2 separate regions of the Mus musculus genome follow, and region 1 is linked to region 2. The links are chromatin contacts, called in public Hi-C maps. All regions are on one chromosome and are shown on one strand. Each heading gives the region's core, a stretch centred on a gene start, on an enhancer-like site or on the middle of the called end of the contact. The rest is flanking DNA. Distances are from core to core; before and after follow the strand shown.

Evidence for each region. A called contact is a pair of places that touch in the nucleus more often than the background predicts.
Region 1: a Hi-C map of the C2C12 cell line shows a contact between it and region 2, with 9 times the contacts expected there. The contact joins two enhancer-like sites. A contact is called at or near these places in 3 of 484 Hi-C or Micro-C datasets (the C2C12 cell line, embryonic fibroblasts and uterus), 1 of 115 datasets of contacts at active chromatin or transcription factors (acute myeloid leukemia) and 1 of 9 other capture datasets (embryonic stem cells).

What each region holds. Positions count from the first base shown.
Region 1 is chr14:106,161,781-106,166,018 of GRCm38.p6, reverse strand. No RefSeq gene overlaps it. Among named protein-coding and RNA genes, the nearest start is that of Trim52, 58 kb to the right of the region's middle. Within about 2 kb of position 1,753, at least 54 of the 459 cell types and tissues checked have an H3K27ac peak or open chromatin away from gene starts, as enhancers often do. A contact at or near this core is called in the C2C12 cell line, where this site is marked.
Region 2 is chr14:105,395,427-105,399,564 of GRCm38.p6, reverse strand. No RefSeq gene overlaps it. Among named protein-coding and RNA genes, the nearest start is that of 5430440P10Rik, 30 kb to the left of the region's middle. Within about 2 kb of position 1,939, at least 25 of the 459 cell types and tissues checked have an H3K27ac peak or open chromatin away from gene starts, as enhancers often do. A contact at or near this core is called in the C2C12 cell line, where this site is marked.

The DNA of each region.
Region 1 (4,238 bases), core at 504-3,003, 770 kb before region 2:
AAAGTCATTAGCTAGTCCAAGTTTTGGCCTAAGATCAACAGTGCTGGTTATAATCTACATCTTGGTAATGACCTGGATTTTGTTAAGAATGAGAAGAGCCAAAAATCAACTAGAGTGGCTATAAACAAAAGTTTGAGATGTGATTGATGCAAAATTCCCTTTCCACTCTAACCCCATGCCTATTTAGAAATCACATGCTGCCCAAGGCTATGGGTAGTAAGTCAGATTTAATACAGAGCCCACTTCCAATTGGTAATGCTCTGTTTATAAAGCAAAAGAGTGCAATGAAAAGAATGTTAAACGAGAGGTCAGGAAATTTGTAGCCCTTCCCAGGTATTTCAAGTTCACATGCTTTTCCTGAAAATTACCATACACAAATGCACATATGCAGGGAAGAAGATGATGCAAGTCACTCCCTTTGGCCTGAAGGAGCTGACACCCTGTTAGGAGAAACTGGAGTAGCTACTGTTAACCTCCCCAGTTTCCAACATGGAAAAGAAAATTATTAACTATCTCATACACTTCGTAGGTGAAACTGTAATATCCGTGCGGGAAGAGGGACCTAGCCTAGAGAAAATACATCCTACAATGACATTCCACTGGATGGCAATATCTGCGTCCACAGTTTTTGTCACCAAATGCTATTTGAGTGACTACACTGAAAATGGATCAATAGTTGATGCTGATTTTATTTTTCTACAAATTATTTCTTGGTTGCAAAGATTTTTAACAATAATTTTATTTCCATGAAACTTACTAGACACATATACTACATACATAAGGAGAGAAGAAAGGATAATACAAAAGCCATAAATAAGAAATATTTACCAAAAAGCCATGCTTGCTTCAGAATACTTGTCAACTGCCATCAGATGAAAATAAAATTTGAAAAAAATTAGACTGCTTGAGGCATGAAGAAGAGATGGGAAAAGAAAGGGATTCATTAGAATTATAATTTTTCTTTTTATCCTTTCCCCTGAAACTTCTAATGAGAAGGTTACATTGATAGCTAATCCTTCTATAAAGTTAGCTGAAGAGATTTCTAAAATTTCTGAGCCAAAAATATCTGTCATTCATCTACTACAGGATGCATTCATGACACTACTGTTCACACAGCCTTTGGGACAGAGACAAAGAAGAAATTTTGTACTTATTGTTCTATCTGATCTACAATGCATTGATATCGAAGTATGTGTAATATCAGCCACACAATCTCAGCAATAAGCTAAATAGAAGTGGGTCAGAAGTTGTCTTAGTCAGAGTTTCTATTCCTGCACAAACATCATGACCAAGAAGCAAGTTGGGGAGGAAAGGGTTTATTCGGCTTACACTTCCATGCTGCTGTTCATCACCAAGGGAAGTCAGGACTGGAACTCAAACAGGTCAGAAAGCAGGAGCTGATGCAGAGGCCATGGAGGGATGTTACTTACCAGCTTGACTGCTTCCCCTGGCTTGCTCAGCTTGCTCTCTTATAGAACCAAGACTACCAGCCCAGAGATGGCACCACCCACAAGGGGCCTTTCCCCCTTGATCACTAATTGAGAAAATGCCTTACAGCTGGATCTCATGGAGGCATTTCCCCAACTGAAGCTCCTTTCTCTGTGATAACTCCAGCTGTGTCAAGTTGACACAAAACCAGCCAGTACAGCAGTATACAATGACAGCTGGAGACAGGAAGTGTACACTGACAGCTGGAGACAGGAAGTATATACTGACAGACAGCTGGAGACAGGAAGTGTACACTGACAGACAGCTGGAGACAGGAAGTGTACACTGACAGACAGCTGGAGACAGGAAGTGTACACTGACAGACAACTGGAGACAGGAAGTGTACACTGACAGCTGGAGACAGAAAGTGTACACTGACAGCTGGAGACAGGAAGTGGACACTGACAGACAGCTGGAGACAGAAAGTGTACACTGACAGACAGCTGGAGACAGGAAGTGGACACTGACAGCTAGAGACAGGAAGTGTACACTGACAGACAGCTGGAGACAGGAAGTGGACACTGACAGCTGGAGACAGGAAGTGGACACTGACAGACAGCTGGAGACAGGAAGTGGACACTGACAGCTGGAGACAGGAAGTGGACACTGACAGACAGCTGGAGACAGGAAGTGGACACTGACAGCTGGAGACAGGAAGTGGACACTGACAGCTGGAGACAGGAAGTGGACACTGACAGACAGCTGGAGACAGGAAGTGGACACTGACAGCTGGAGACAGGAAGTGGACACTGACAGCTGGAGACAGGAAGTGGACACTGACAGACAGCTGGAGACAGGAAGTGGACACTGACAGCTGGAGACAGGAAGTGGACACTGACAGCTGGAGACAGGAAGGGAAAATTTGGATGTGGTTACTTCATAAGGAAAATAAAGCAGCAAGGAGCGCCATGATGACACAGACTCTACTATAAAGAACCAGCATAAATGAGAAAGTATGAACAAATGGAGATAAGGTAATCTGTCAGGATACTACTATTTCATAAAATTTCTTGCTTAACTGCCTAGTTTGAAGGAAAGACCCCTGCTACTTCCTGGTAATTTCAGAAGGGTCAGGCAGGAGTCCTGCCATATAGGGTTACATAGCAAGACAGTGACTCAAAACATCCCTCCAAGAAGCCCTTCAACTATGGCAGTTGTTCTCAGCCTTCCTAATGTTGCAATCTTTTAATACAGTTCCTCATGTTGTGGTGATTCCCAACCATAAAATTATTTTTGTTACTACATCATAACTGTAAGTTTGCAGTTATGAATCATAATGTAGTAAGGAGAGAAGAAAAGATAATACAAAAGCCACAAATAAGTTCCTTTACCAAAAGCCAAGTTCACATCAGAACACTTGTTAACAGACATTAGATGAAAGTAAAATTGGAGAAAATTAGGCTACTTGAGGGGCAAAAAATGAGACAAGCAAAAAAAAAGGGGGGGGGGATTCGTTAAAATTACAGTTTTTCCTACCCATAGGTTGAGAAACCACTGATCTACAGAATTGCTTGAGAATATTACAGTCCCATTTAGCAATTTATTCTGCATGGACTAACTGCATAATCAATTGATTGATTTATCACATTTGATTGAAGAACCTTCGAGATATTGAGCTACCTGCCTAACTATGGCTAGTATATAGTAGACATACAGACTACTAAACAGGCAAATGGAAGGAGTAAATAAGATAGAGAAATAACATCCTGTGAGCTGAGAAATATGTAGAGTTGGGGCATAGATGAACAAGAGAAAGACAGTAAGGCTTCCAGCAAGCAGTCATATATAAGTTAAGCTCTGGCATGTAAAAGTTAATGAAGAGAGCTAAAATTTCTTGGGGGAAAAATATTTAAGATTTGAGAGCAAGAACAAGAGAAATAAAGCCACTGGTAAAGGTGGCTTTTTCTGGCTAGAGTTCAGAATTCCAGTTTTCACGTATTCAGAAAGGAAGCAAAACTAGACAGCAGGCTCCAGATCAAGAGCCTTGTGAGTCATGCCAAAGGAGTTTGGAAGCTAAAGAGCACCGGGGAGCCAGTAAAGGATTGTAAGCTGATTAGTGACAAAACAGGAATTGGAGAGTGATTCTGCTGGTAGGGATGAAGAGGCTGAAGGAGTTATGCAGCTGAATTAACATGGAATAAAAGCACAATGAATATTGCTACAAATAGCATAAGCAAATGGAAACATGATACAAACGAAAGCAATCCATCTTAAAGGGGGTGTGTGATACATGAAACCAGGCTAAATAAATAAATAGGACACAGATGATAGGTGTTACAAGCAATAGGAAAGACCTCACACACACACAATGAGCTTTGGCTAAAGAGAAGGCTGGAATGACAACAGAGAAAAGAGAAGGGTACCTTTACACATGCTAGAGAAATGCTTTCTTATATGTGTAGAAAGAAACAAGACAGGTCAGAAATAATGCCAATGGAAAATACACGTTGTCATAAATTTTTCTCTAGTAATTAAATTTTTCTCCAGTAACTAGCTTTCTATATAAAAATTTAAAAAGTATTTTTAATTCCCAGTAATTAAGTCATTGATTACAAGAAAAAAAGGCTAGAATGAATTTGACAAAGCTAGCAGTGCTTTTAGTTTCTGCACTCTGAAAAGAAAATGAATTAGACTAGCCAAGAAGAATTGTTGGACAACTAGGATCTACTCAAAAGGATGGAACCCGAAAATACCACCTTTCTGAGGCATCTACAGGGAAAGTATAAAAATTTGGGATAGTCACTATATCA
Region 2 (4,138 bases), core at 690-3,189:
AATTGACATAAGCTGGATCCGGAATCCTTGCATCAAGGTTATGAAGCAGGCTGTAAAGAGGCAGTGGTGGATACAGGGAGACTGCCTAGAGGCAATCACAGTGATTCAAGGAAGAGATCATGGGGGATTGTCAAGGGTTATTCTCTGACTGTGCTTCATTTTCCTATATGGGGGGGGGGGGTTTATGTGGTGTGTAATGTATATGCATATGTGATCGTTTGCATATGTTTGGAGGTATATGTGTGTGCACATGCCTGTGGAAACCTGAAGTTAGCATAAGGAATTTCTCTTGATTATTCTCCATCTTATTCACTGAGGTATGGTCCCTCAAAACCAAAAGTTGTCCATTCAGCCAGCCTAGCTGTCCAGCTCACTCCTAGGATCTGTGACTTTGCTGTAAAGGCACTGGAATTACTAGCAGACCCCTCCCACTCCCCCCCCCCCCCCAGCATTGATGTAAATGCCAGAAAGCTGACCTCTGGTCCTCACTGTTGCTAGCTGTACAACACACTACTTAACTACTGAGCCAACTCCGCAGCCCTGAATATATTTTAGAAAATATAAAAGAATGCCTTATCCAAACTCATGATTGACAGAGCCTTTCAAGGTGGTGGGAAAAGGTGAATCAGAAATCCCATGGAGGATGACTGCCACGACACACGTGGTCGCAACTGTATGAAAGGGACACTCTTCAGGAAAATACGCATCAGTGTGGTGGGGACCTGGGGAAGGTGGCTTTAAAACTCCAGGGCACCATAATAGAGAAACCAGACACATGTGGCTTTTGAAACTTTTTTATCCTAAGTGCTTGTTTGCTAAGAACCAATTACATAATTTGGAAAGTCTGGCGTGATGTTCTTTATCTTGAATCTTACATCAAAACTTCAGGTTCTCTAATAGCAAACCCCTCAAGCTTCAGTGTTTATTTTTGTAATTGACATCATCTACTTTTGCTAGAGCTGAACCAGTGAAAGGACAGAGGAAAAAGAAATTGCAAAACTGAAATTTAAAACGTCAGAATCCACGGGTCACATTAACAGCAGTGTTTGACAGGGTCTGGTTTCTAGCTTCCATCTTTCAGGGGCTTGCTCGAAAACTTTCCAAGATGCAACACCATCATGGGCTGAACTCACTGATATTTGGGCAAACATTGCATTTACTCTCCATTCTGTTAAAATGTCGAGGTGTAAGTGCTCTGACATAATGTGGATTTATGTATTAACACAAAGGTCTCCTGAGACATGTACCCATAATTCTCCACTGGCTAGTGACTGTAAATCAGACTAGAAAGGCAGATCGGGGCCCTCTTTCTCCAACTATCTGTGATTTAATAAAGGAGAAAAACATGATAACTAACAAAGGAAGGCAGACATCACATTTGCCCCCCTCCTCTACACACACACACACACACACACACACACACACACACACATGCTCGCACAGAACCAGCTGACACTTTAATCCTGAATCCTCCACAAATGTCAGAGACTGATACTTTAAGTATTCTAGGAGACTTTTGAAGAATGACAATTTCAAAAATACACTTTAAATTTTTATTAATTTTACTTCAACGAAATGGATTTCATATAAAGGGGTAATGCCTAAGCAGCAATAACTCAGAATTATCATCTTCGAAATAAACATCCCAGGCACAGAAAACTTGCTCTCCGTGTCTAGTCTCCCTCCATAGCCACCCACCCTCCAACTCCCTTAACACTTCTTCCAGCGTTATCTCAGAATGCTGTTCTCTGCTGATGTATCTTCCCCAGGGCCGCTGCACCACTTCTCCTCAGAGTCATGCAGCCCCGGGATCTGGCTCTGCCTTTATTTCTCTTTCACTTTGCCTGCCAATTTCATCTTCAGAGCAGGTCACTATCCTGCTCTGAAACCTTCCATAAGTCCCCATGCCCGCAGACGGAAGCCCACAAGCTTAACATAACTGCCCCCTGGTGGTCATCTACTGACTCACAGAGTTGGAACCCGGATTAAGGTTTCATTCAACATGGAAGACCTTTTTATTTCTAGGGGAAGCCAAGGGTGGGAAAGTGGAAGAAAGTGCGGACAAGTGTTTGCTTTCTTTTCACAGCTACGGTGAAGAATACCAGAGAGCAACACCTTGTGCCTCCAAGAAAGTATTAGTCTCCCTGAGGACTCTTCGGAGTTCCATGTGCAAAGCAATGCTCATCTCCATTGTCTCTACATGCTCATCTCTATTGTCTCTACATTGAGCGCCAACTTGGAATTTTGTGGATGAAACATGACTCAGTGTAATCCGTGATTTACAACATAATTGGTCCCCTGAACTGACTTCCTAAAGACACATGTTGTCAATTAAGACCACATTCTTGGAGCAGAATGTAACATTAAAATAGCAAAAACAATCAGAAAATAAACTTAAAAGCACAGAAAATTTGCTTCCTGCAAACATTGAGAATGTAAAGCAAATATTTAATGTCAATTCTCAGAAGTTCCTTTGGGGGATATTTTTCTTTTCATGGTCTGGACAAGTTAACATGTTTTAAAATGTAAGCATGAAAGGTTTTTAGCATGGAACTACTTTGGTCTAAGTTTTTAATGCTAGAAAATGACAATTACTGTCCTAGTAAAAAAAAATATAATTCCATGTCCATGTATGTCAGAATCAGCAAAGGAATCAGCCTGCGACATTCACCCCTCATGCCCACTATTTGCCACAAAAAAAGTTAAAATTAGAAAAACTAAGGAGTTGAACATTTGGGGAGAGTTTCCCTAGGGGCAACAGGTGTGTGTGATGTCTTCATCCACTCCCATTTTGAAGGCAGGATAGAAAAGCAGAGCTGCGTCTCAGCCTTGAGGCCCAGTATAGAGACTGAGGATAGCACACTCAGAACTTCTCTGTGTCCTCCGAAAACAGAGGAGCGGAGTGGGCTGTTCCTGATTCAGGCCCGAGTAACCTAGAGACAGCATCCAGGTGGGGGAAGCATCAGCACAAACGAACCTGAGAGGCAATATCATTCCTACAGGCAGAACAGGACAGGTGTGTCCTTTTCACACACTCAGCCCGATGCATGGGCAAGCAGTGGAAGACAGGCCACCGTGCGTTCTGTACAGGATAGGGACAAAGAAATGCCCACAAAAAGACGCCGCGGGAGCAAGGGGAGTTCTCAAAATGTTGACTGAGTTCTAGGTGGTCTTCACGCCCAAGGAAGCCAAAGGCCTAAGATCCAAGACACAGAGCAGGACACAGAGATGTTGTCAAAGAGCTCAGAATCTGCGGAGGTGCTGCTATGCTCAAGTCAGAGACATCCAGGAATGGCTCTTCCCTCCTTACTCTCCTTCCTGGCTTCACTGATCAGAGGAGAGTTGCAGAGGGGTAAGGGGTCTAAATAGAGACAATGCTATTTCCTTTACCACGGGTACTTAATAGACATGTTCCTGAAATCAGATGGTTAGTGGTGAATGCTGACTACTAAGAGTTGTTTGTCTTTTGTTTTCTGTTTAAATCAAGAGTCTACATTTCATTTTAAACCAAGAGAATAACTATTATTCTCATTGGATGCTAAGGCCAGTTGTCTTATCTTTTGCTGTCGACATTCTTGAGGAGTAAACACTGGTACCAGGATAGACATAGTATGTGATTTAGGAAAATACATTTCCAAATCTACGCTCTTCCACTTCAATAAGATCTATGTATTTTAGGAATAAAGACTTTTATAATTGTTTGTGGGACCATCATTAAAGTTTCTTATAATGTACCACTTATGTACCATGAGTTTAAGAAAAAAAAAAAAACCAAAACGCTACTCAATTGAAAAAAATCTTTGTATATCTCAAGTATGCAAGTTTCAGGTAATAACTTCAACATCCAGAAGCTTATGAAATTATTTTTCCACTGTTTTGGATAATAGAGTTTTTCACTGCATATGTCTGAACATGCAAGAACAAAATCTGGTAGATTATTCTGTATCTTAAGAAATTTCTCTGAGTCTAGAAATATATAAACTTTGGAGATTGGATCACTAGTGTTTTAAACCTCAGATGAGAATAAAATGGGTTTTGTCTTAATAGCCTTAAATTTTTATTTATTTATTTATTTATTTATGAGAGAGAGAGAGAGAGAGAGGTGCACAGATCCCCTTGGAGGTCAGAAGAGGATCTC